3 separate regions of the Sus scrofa genome follow, and regions 1 and 2 are each linked to region 3. The links are chromatin contacts, called in public Hi-C and HiChIP or PLAC-seq maps. All regions are on one chromosome and are shown on one strand. The core of a region is the stretch at or near the end of the contact, and the rest is flanking DNA. Distances in the headings are between cores, read along the strand shown.

Region 1 (2,700 bases), core at 31-2,530, 240 kb after region 3:
GCCTTCTCTGTCATTTGTGTGTAGGTGGCCATATGGAAAGGAGGTCTACTGGATTCAGGAGGAAAACAATCAGAGGGGGTCCTGGCCTTATCAGACTCCGTTAGAATGCTGGGAGATACAGCCATAGGACATTGCCTGGGCCATCAGAAGACTGATAATTACACAACTGAAGGGAATCATTTGGCTGATCAGGCACCAAAGCAGGTGGCCAGAACTAAACGCCAGATCCTAAGACCAACCACCTGTTCTGAGTGTGGACCTATCCCTGGGTAAGCCTCAGCTTTGGAAATGGATTCTGAGAGAGCAGCCACGTGGGGGTTTCATGGTGACTCTGGAGACCGAGGTGGTGATCAGCACCAAACACCCCACAGGCTGGATTTAAGATGAGCAAGGACTAGTGCTCATACCTGAGCACTTCATGGAAAGAATTATCACTCATCTACATGGAGGGAGCATCATCAGGAGGAGGCAACCCATCACTCACTGGCTACAGAAATTTACTGTTGGTCCACAAATGCAAAGGACCAGTCAAAGGATAAAACAAAGTTGCCTGATCTGTGCCAGAAACATCCTAAAACCTGGCTACCCCCCATACCAAAAGGGGTGCTGACCCGAGGGGCAGAACCAGGGGATGACTGACAGAGAAGATGCTCTTCTGCCAGGAGCTGGGGACATGGTAGATATTTGCTGGTGTTCTTGACACCTTTGCAGAAGGGGCACAGGCTAGGCAGAGAAAGCTTCTGGGTGCAGGCTAGGCAGAGAAGGCTTCTGGGATTTGCCTCTTTCAAGCCAAAGTGACGGTGGAGGCGCTTTAGCAGCCAAGGTGACTCCAGGAGGTCTGGGGCCCTTGGACCAGACACGATGGAAGCTCATGCTCCCTGGGGACCTCCTATAACAGGGCAGGGCCCTCCCCCACAGGGTCTGCTCCAGCTCCTCCTGAAGCACCCAGATGACAGTATCTGATGCACATTCCTGAGTTGCTTCACAGATGCTAAAATCCCCACCAAAGGGAAGATGTTAACTAGCTGATGACCAGGAGCACATAAAATGTTAACCCCTGTGACATAGCCCTGTGACCTTACCATCAGCCAATCAGAGGATAGTGTGCAAGCCAGTCACTTACCCTGTGACCCCTCCCCCGTCTTTAAAAATGCTATACGATTTTGTTCGGGGAGTTTGGGGTTTGTGGGACACAAACCACCAGTCTCCCTGCCTGGCTCTGCAATAACCTGGCTCCAAACTGTATTGTTTGGCCTCACTGTGTGTCCAGCCCACGCACTTGTATTTAGTAACTCTCAGTCTACAGGGAAGGGGGAAAGGATGAGTCACTCCTTTAAAAAGATAGTAGCCAGAATAGGCCAAGAAACCAACATAACTTGGATAAGGTTTTACCAACTGCCCCCACTGAGGGGCAGAGCAGCCCTGGAAGCAGCCCCAGTTAAGCACTTACTGTTCTGTGGGCAACCTTCCTTAAGACGGAGTACCTCTGTGTCTTGAAACTGTTCACATGGCAACAAACAAACAAGATATGATAAAATGTGCACAACTCTTGGTGCCATCTTATCTTCTACACAGGTATGTGCTTCTAGTCCCCTCACATTTCTGGTGGATGTCCCCCTGAGCTGCACAAGCTAGGGACCGGTGCTCCTTTGAACTTGGACAAACCAGCCACTTGAGGATCAATGTCACCCCATGGGATGTGGAATGACCCTATTGCGTCCTTCAGGTCACTTTCTCCAGTAAAGCTGAGTCACGCCTTGGGTAACCACTCCCAGGGAACTTAAATCACAGGAAAACTTGTCAAAGGAAAATAGGGCAGCTAAGACACCCCCTGGCCAGGATGAGAAGGAAACAGACATCTCGAAAGTAGACTGTTTCTGTCCAATAGTTTGGACCAGGCCTACGTAAATCCAAATTCAATCACCAAAATGTTAAAAAACACCACGTTTTCATGGATCCCCAAAAGATTACGGTCTGTTTTCAAAGGACTGTTAAAATCTGGGAGTCACAGTTCCGTGCATCTTACACTTAATCCTTTTATTCATTCAAATTCATACTTACTACCTCACCATTCATATGCTGATTGCTCAGACTTAGGAGTTCAAGGTGGATCTCCGGAATTTTTACAAATAACTGCACAATAATTTCATTTCCCTTATAAAAACCTAGGCCCTCATCAGCAAGAAGCAGATAGACCAGGCTTTACCCCAAGACGGAGGACCTGACAAAGTGAAGCACGTAGGACATCTACCAGCTGAAGCTGATTTGCCACCAGAGATTGCGTAAGCCGGGAATTACTTTACCCAGGGCCCTGCACATGCGCAAGGCGGGAACCGCGCCTCCAGGATGACACTAACCGAGCATCCTCAGTCCACCGACTGCCAAAAACAGAAACGCTGCCACCTGAGCCCTTCTGCAGGCGGGGATCCTTCAATGAGGGAAACCTGACCTCCAGCAGCCTGAGGCGCTTACAAGAGCTGATGAGCAAGGCAGCTTCCAATCTTGAAGTTCCCTAAACCCTTAAATTCCACCCTGATCCTGGGATCCCAGACGGACTTGAGCCGTCCCTCTCCTCTCCTTGCTGGCCGACCTGGCAATAAAGTGCTTTCTTGTCTCAAAAGTCATGGCCACAATATTGGCTCCCATGTGTTTCAGGCAGCCCGCCCTTGCTCGGTAACAGAATCTTCTTTCACAGGCACG
Region 2 (2,700 bases), core at 42-2,541, 130 kb after region 3:
ACGACAGGAACTCTGGAAGGACCCCTTTCTAAGCACCAGCCGGGGGCCACACCAGCCAGGCTGTGTGAGTGGGATGGAATGCCACTTCATGCCACTCGAGGACAGTGCTGAGCGTATCCAGAGCAGCCCGGCTCTGCCTCAGAGCTGAGACTGGGTCCCAGTCTCTACATTCATCACATAAAGTCATGGTACAGGGGCCCCCGCAGCCCTGAAACCTCTTGTTCTGTGGGGTTCAGGAGGTTGAACCTGAACGTGTGGCTGTATTAACACATCACATTTTTCCTTCCAAGAAAGTAAAAGCAGGACAGGTGCAGTGGGAGGGGGGCGGTGGCACCCTCAGGGCTTAGTGGGCCTGAGCACGTGCTGGGGAGGAGGGGCCACTGTGAGGATGGCCATGGTCCCCTGGGGGATGACCTGGTCCTGAGGGGAAGGTGGGGGGAGAAGGTAGGTCCCCTCAGGGTGACCTGGTCCTGGGCAGAAGGTGAGGGGAGAAGGCAGGCAGGCACGGGTGGATGAGGGTCCCGGAGGCGACACGTCGGCTGGATATCATGAGGATGGAAGGAAAGGCTGCAGGTCAGGGCTGCAGCTGATGGGAGGAAGACCCAGCAAAGCCCAAGAACTTGGGTGGACCTTGGCTGACAAGCTGCTCCAGGCACAGCCTGAATCCAAGAGGATGAGTCTGGGCTCAAGGGAAGGGCCCCGGCTCTCGGCCCAGGCTTTGGGAGGTGGGCTGCATTTCCATTTGCCTCTGCTACTTATTAGCCTGTGACCTTGGGCAGGATGCTTCTCCTTATCAGAACATAACAAAGCAGGATAACAGATCTACCGCATAATATTTTTTGTGGGGATTAAACATGATTATGTGCCTGACATACAGCAAGGACGGTAAGACTACTGTAAGGTTGATGTGGGCCTGGGGATGAAATTAAGGCCGAATAAAAAGAAACCACAGTGACTCATGGCTCAGAGAAAGGACCTGGACCTGGGCTGCCTTGGTGGCTGGTTCCCCTGTGCTCCTCCCCCAAACCTGGGGCTGCTGAACTTTGCAGGGGGGACTGTTAGGACCCGGCCCCCATTTCAGAGACACTGAGGCCTTTAGCGACCCCAGGTGTGGGCTTAGCCTTTGGACTCCAAGGTGTTTGTTTTCCCCTCACAGGACAGAAATGGGAAGAATGTGGGAGCCAGTGGGTGTTTGAAAAGTACAAACCAATCAGCTGAGTAACGGGAATGTGATGGCAACCTTGTCACTCAGTCTGATGGTGGATGGCCCCTCCTCCTTGGACAGTGGCCAAGGACCACCTGGCGCTGGGAGGAGGACCTGGTTGGGCAGGTCCTGGCCCATGTCAGGATGGGGCCTGTCCTCCCAGGCCAGGGCAGGGCGAGCGCACAACTTTCTATGTCACATTCAAGGCATGAGGACCCCTCTGTGTCCTGACCCTGGGCTGCGTCATCGCTCCCTCCAGAGAACCGTGATGAGCCTGAGGTTCTTCCAGAGTCACCCTGCCCCCTTTCCCTCATAGCACAGTCACCCTCTCTGGCCCCGCCTCACAGGATTCCCTTCCAAGCACAGCGTGTCTGTGACCTTTTCCTGCTGTGGAGACGAATCCTGGGACGCTGGCGTCTGCTGAGACAAGATGGGCCCGGAGCCCCTCGCTTCCCTTCTCTCTGGAATGCACTCAACACTCCTGCTCAGGATTGTGAAAAAATAAAGGGGTGTGTGTGTGTGACATTTTCTTTTCAAAATAGTTTAGATCGAGTCCTGCTGGAAGCGAGGAATATGACTAAATGATTTCTGAGACTCCCTTCCAGCCAGTGATTCATATCAGACACAGAGTTCTAAGCTGGAATGGACCATTACATTCTGGGCCAAATGTCTCATTTTTGCAAATAAGGAAAGTGACGTCCACGGAGGTTAAGAGTGATGGAGGCTGTGTGCTGCAGTGGGGAGAACACGGATTTAAAGCTAGGAGTTCTGTGTCTGAGGCCAGACTTCACCGGCCACCTGCTGTAAGACCTGGAGAGGTGAGAAGGACACACACGGGATGTCCTTCCACGTGGCGTTCTGAGAACGGTGCAACATCGCCTTCTCGAAGGACATGAGAAAACGTCACAGACTGCTTTATTAACAGGCTGCATGGTCAAGCAGCTTGCTCAAGGTCGCACCATGGCAAAACCAGAGAGGTTCAATAGCCATCACACAACGCTGCCTTTTTGAAGGTCCACCAAAGCTCTAGTGAAAAATTTTCTCATAAGACCCTAATTTAATTTCCACATACTTTCCTTTAACCCCTTTGGTACACAGACTGGCGCAGATGGGCTGCAGCCTCCCTCTGCCCCAGGGTCATGGCACTCGGACCTCCGACTGAGAGCTGCCAAGGGACCCAGTACGTCTATGGCAAGATTTCCTGGAACTCCTCTAACCAGCTTCCTGGCCCCAGCGGACATGGAGGTGCTACCTGGTAGCTTTCAGTGGGCTGTTAGACTACAGCTTATACCCTGAACACTGCAGTCGGATGAGAGTGAGGCACAAAGTTAAGTGAGCACAGGTCCTTTGAGTTCCCACTGGACAGACGCTTGGGAACTGGATCAGCCAGCCGTAGGTGCTTGGCTTGCCAGTGTGGGATCAGCCACAGAGGCGATGAGGGGATGATGTGAGGAGGTGACATAGGCACCACTGAGGGCAGGGCTGCTGGGCCTTAA
Region 3 (2,700 bases), core at 166-2,665:
AACTTTGTGAGTTTTATTTACTGTACAGATAAACTCTGAAACCAAAGTTCTTTCTTAGCCTGGAAACCACCTCTTAGTTTTTTTTGTTTTTTTTTTTAAATTGTGAAAACACAATAAAGGCAAGAAAAGTGTATTTATATTCATAATATATTAACACTAATATTTTCTCCATCTTTTTGCATTTTGGTCGTGTCCATGGCATATGAAGTTCCCCTGGCCAGGGACTCCAGGTCGGTTTTGTGGCACAAAAAGGTGTTTCTCACTCTGTTTAGGAGGGACCTAGAATTCCTCTTCCAAACCTCCACCATCCTCCACCCACACTACAAAAAAAGCGTCAAAATAAAATCACTGTCTGTTCATATTACTAAGTAACAAAGATCATTGAGTACTTTGGAGAGTCTGGGAGCTGGGGTTGAGATTCGCGAGGCACTGATGACTTCTCTGCATAATTTCCTTCTCTGACATCTTGAGTAACTGCCAGCACGCTCCCATCAGATAGCATGGCTAAGGGACGTTTCTCTATAGTGTAAGAGGTTAGCTTTTCTCAAAGACTGGGTTGCGGCTCAGTGTTCAGGGCACGTCTGAAAATGGGAGTCCAGACAGCTTAGCGGCTTCTTGAAAACGTTCATCCTCCTCAGCTCAGAGTTTCCTAATTTATAGGTAAAAGGAATGCGCTCCTAATGCATTTTTCCACGTTTAACAAGAGAATGTTTATTATCTCAGTTGCTCAATGCATTTCTGAACATCTCTCAGACCTGGTCCAGGACGGGATAGATACAACTTGACTTTCTCACTCCTGCTCAAAGACCCCAGATCCTGTTTTCCCCTGTAATGTGGGTAAGCAAGCGAAGCAGAAATCCTTGGACGTTTTCCTTAGCTTATTTTTACTCTCCCAGATTGCCTCGAATCCCACTAGCTTCTATTCTGAAATCCTGCAGTGCCGACTTCCTTATTTGGTTGCTGGAGCTGCTCTTTGTCTGGGTCAAACATTCTGCTAAGCTTGCAGCCTCCCTTTAAACACCCCCCACCAGCCCCCGCCTACAGCTCCCCCCCACCCCACCCCCCCACGCGCACACACACACTCACACACTTGGGAGGGAGGCGGCTCCAGCAGGTCCCTCTGACTCAGCCTCCTCCGCCTTCACAAGCCAACCGGCCCATCACTTATGCCCTTTTAAGGAGCGCCTTTGGGAAGTTGTAAGGGGCCAGAGCACTTCCAGCTGTTGGGAAAGATGTCTGTGCTGCACACATGCAGAATCGCCGCAAGGCCTGTGCCCCACGCCAGTGCCCTCCTTGTGTGGCAGGGTGGGCATCCAAAAAGGACAGAAGCCCTGAAAACTCTAGGCTGCCTCACCCGTGGTTACCTGACTCCTCAGGGCCCTGGCATGGAATCTGGCCCATAGGTGGAGTGGTTTGGTTTTGTTTCCATCCCAACTTCCTCCCTTACGGAGGAGGGAGCCCAGGTCCAGGTGGCCACGCCGGGTCCCCAGCACCCCATCCGCTCTGCTCTCTGGGTTGATAAGGGCAGAGGGGTGTCTTCTGGTTTCTGTGCTCAGGCACAGCTCTCTGCATTCCCTGTGTAAGAAGGACTCTGCCAGGGCCCATCCCGTAAAACATATAAACAACGGAGAAATTCCTCAGGCCAGCACACAGCCTTTTGGTTCCTGGAACAAAGCGGATGGTGGTATTTATTATGTCAAATAAACACATCACCCACACTCCAAAAGGAAACCTGAAACAATCAGCTGAACAAAGCACTTCTCAAGGTTTTAATCCGTTTGCAATTAGCTCTTGTCTGACTGAGAAATTAAGACGGAGCTATTTTCCCAGACGGAGGACCTGAGGGATTAAAGAGCCGAAGCCTGTTCCCAGCACTTGCTCTGAAAAGGTGTCAGAACTCGCCTCCAAAGGAGAGGAATATAAACATACAGGATATCCTATCACCTCCTATTATTTCTCATTTAGCGCTGAAAATAGTCTGTACTTTCCTTTGTCCTCTGTGCTGTCCGAGCTCCGACTTTGCCAGGCCTTGGGCTCGATGCTGTAACCAGCCTTCAGAGTCACTATCCTCACCGTCACAAGGAGCAGATCGAATTCCACAGAAAGCACATTTCTCCCTGCCTCATGACCACGCAGTCAGTTCTGCTTGTTTTGATCGCCATGGCGACCAGGGTGGAAAGAACCTCCAGCCTAGCAGAATTCCCAAGGAGTATCACCCTCTTCTGCTAGAGCCGTCTCAGACTGGCCTGGATGAATTTCTGTTGCTGGGAGTCCTAATCGGCCTGGGAGAGAAGCAGCGGAGGGACGACACACACACTTCCCCGCATCTCCATTGCTTGCAACCTCAAGGAATCAGATCGGACATGCCTGGAACATGGCTTGTGAGCTCAAACTTGCCCAGGTGTACAGCAGAGGACGTCGTGACCCTGTTATACTGTATTCTACCATGGAAACTCCACAGCTCCCCTCAAAGGAAATGGATATATGTCTGCAGTCATGAATCACTCACAAGCACATGTCCAGGGAAAAGGATTCTGTGAAAGCCTGTTTCTGAGTTTTAAAAATCAAGGTTTACATTTGTGCTTCCATCTTGCTGTCATTGAGAAGAAAGGTGGTAGTAGCAGCCACTAAAAGATGAAACAATGCATTGTTTTAGGGCAGGAAAATGTTAAACTGAGAAAATTTGACCATGATTTGGGA

Evidence for each region. Hi-C and Micro-C count contacts between places; a contact is called where the count stands out from the background. HiChIP or PLAC-seq counts read pairs in DNA pulled down with a chosen protein or histone mark.
Region 1: a contact with region 3 is called in a Hi-C map of fibroblasts, with 3 times the contacts expected there. The contact joins two enhancer-like sites. A contact is called at or near these places in 2 of 47 Hi-C or Micro-C datasets (fibroblasts and skeletal muscle) and 1 of 2 datasets of contacts at active chromatin or transcription factors (skeletal muscle).
Region 2: a contact with region 3 is called in an H3K27ac HiChIP or PLAC-seq map of skeletal muscle. The contact joins two enhancer-like sites. A contact is called at or near these places in 2 of 47 Hi-C or Micro-C datasets (embryonic fibroblasts and fetal skeletal muscle) and 1 of 2 datasets of contacts at active chromatin or transcription factors (skeletal muscle).

What each region holds. Positions count from the first base shown.
Region 1 is chr14:21,008,166-21,010,865 of Sscrofa11.1, forward strand. All of the region lies in intron 2 of PALLD (palladin), which reads right to left. LOC110256756 (a long non-coding RNA gene) reads left to right here. Exons shown (of 2, transcript XR_002338685.1): 1 at 1-2,700. Among named protein-coding and RNA genes, the nearest start is that of PALLD, 11 kb to the right of the region's middle. Within about 2 kb of position 1,281, at least 12 of the 83 cell types and tissues checked have an H3K27ac peak or open chromatin away from gene starts, as enhancers often do. A contact at or near this core is called in skeletal muscle, where this site is marked.
Region 2 is chr14:20,901,845-20,904,544 of Sscrofa11.1, forward strand. The region is part of intron 2 of PALLD (palladin); the gene reads right to left. Among named protein-coding and RNA genes, the nearest start is that of PALLD, 120 kb to the right of the region's middle. Within about 2 kb of position 1,292, at least 24 of the 83 cell types and tissues checked have an H3K27ac peak or open chromatin away from gene starts, as enhancers often do. A contact at or near this core is called in embryonic fibroblasts, fetal skeletal muscle and skeletal muscle, where this site is marked.
Region 3 is chr14:20,769,121-20,771,820 of Sscrofa11.1, forward strand. All of the region lies in intron 10 of PALLD (palladin), which reads right to left. Among named protein-coding and RNA genes, the nearest start is that of CBR4, 150 kb to the left of the region's middle. Within about 2 kb of position 1,416, at least 54 of the 83 cell types and tissues checked have an H3K27ac peak or open chromatin away from gene starts, as enhancers often do. A contact at or near this core is called in embryonic fibroblasts, fetal skeletal muscle and skeletal muscle, where this site is marked.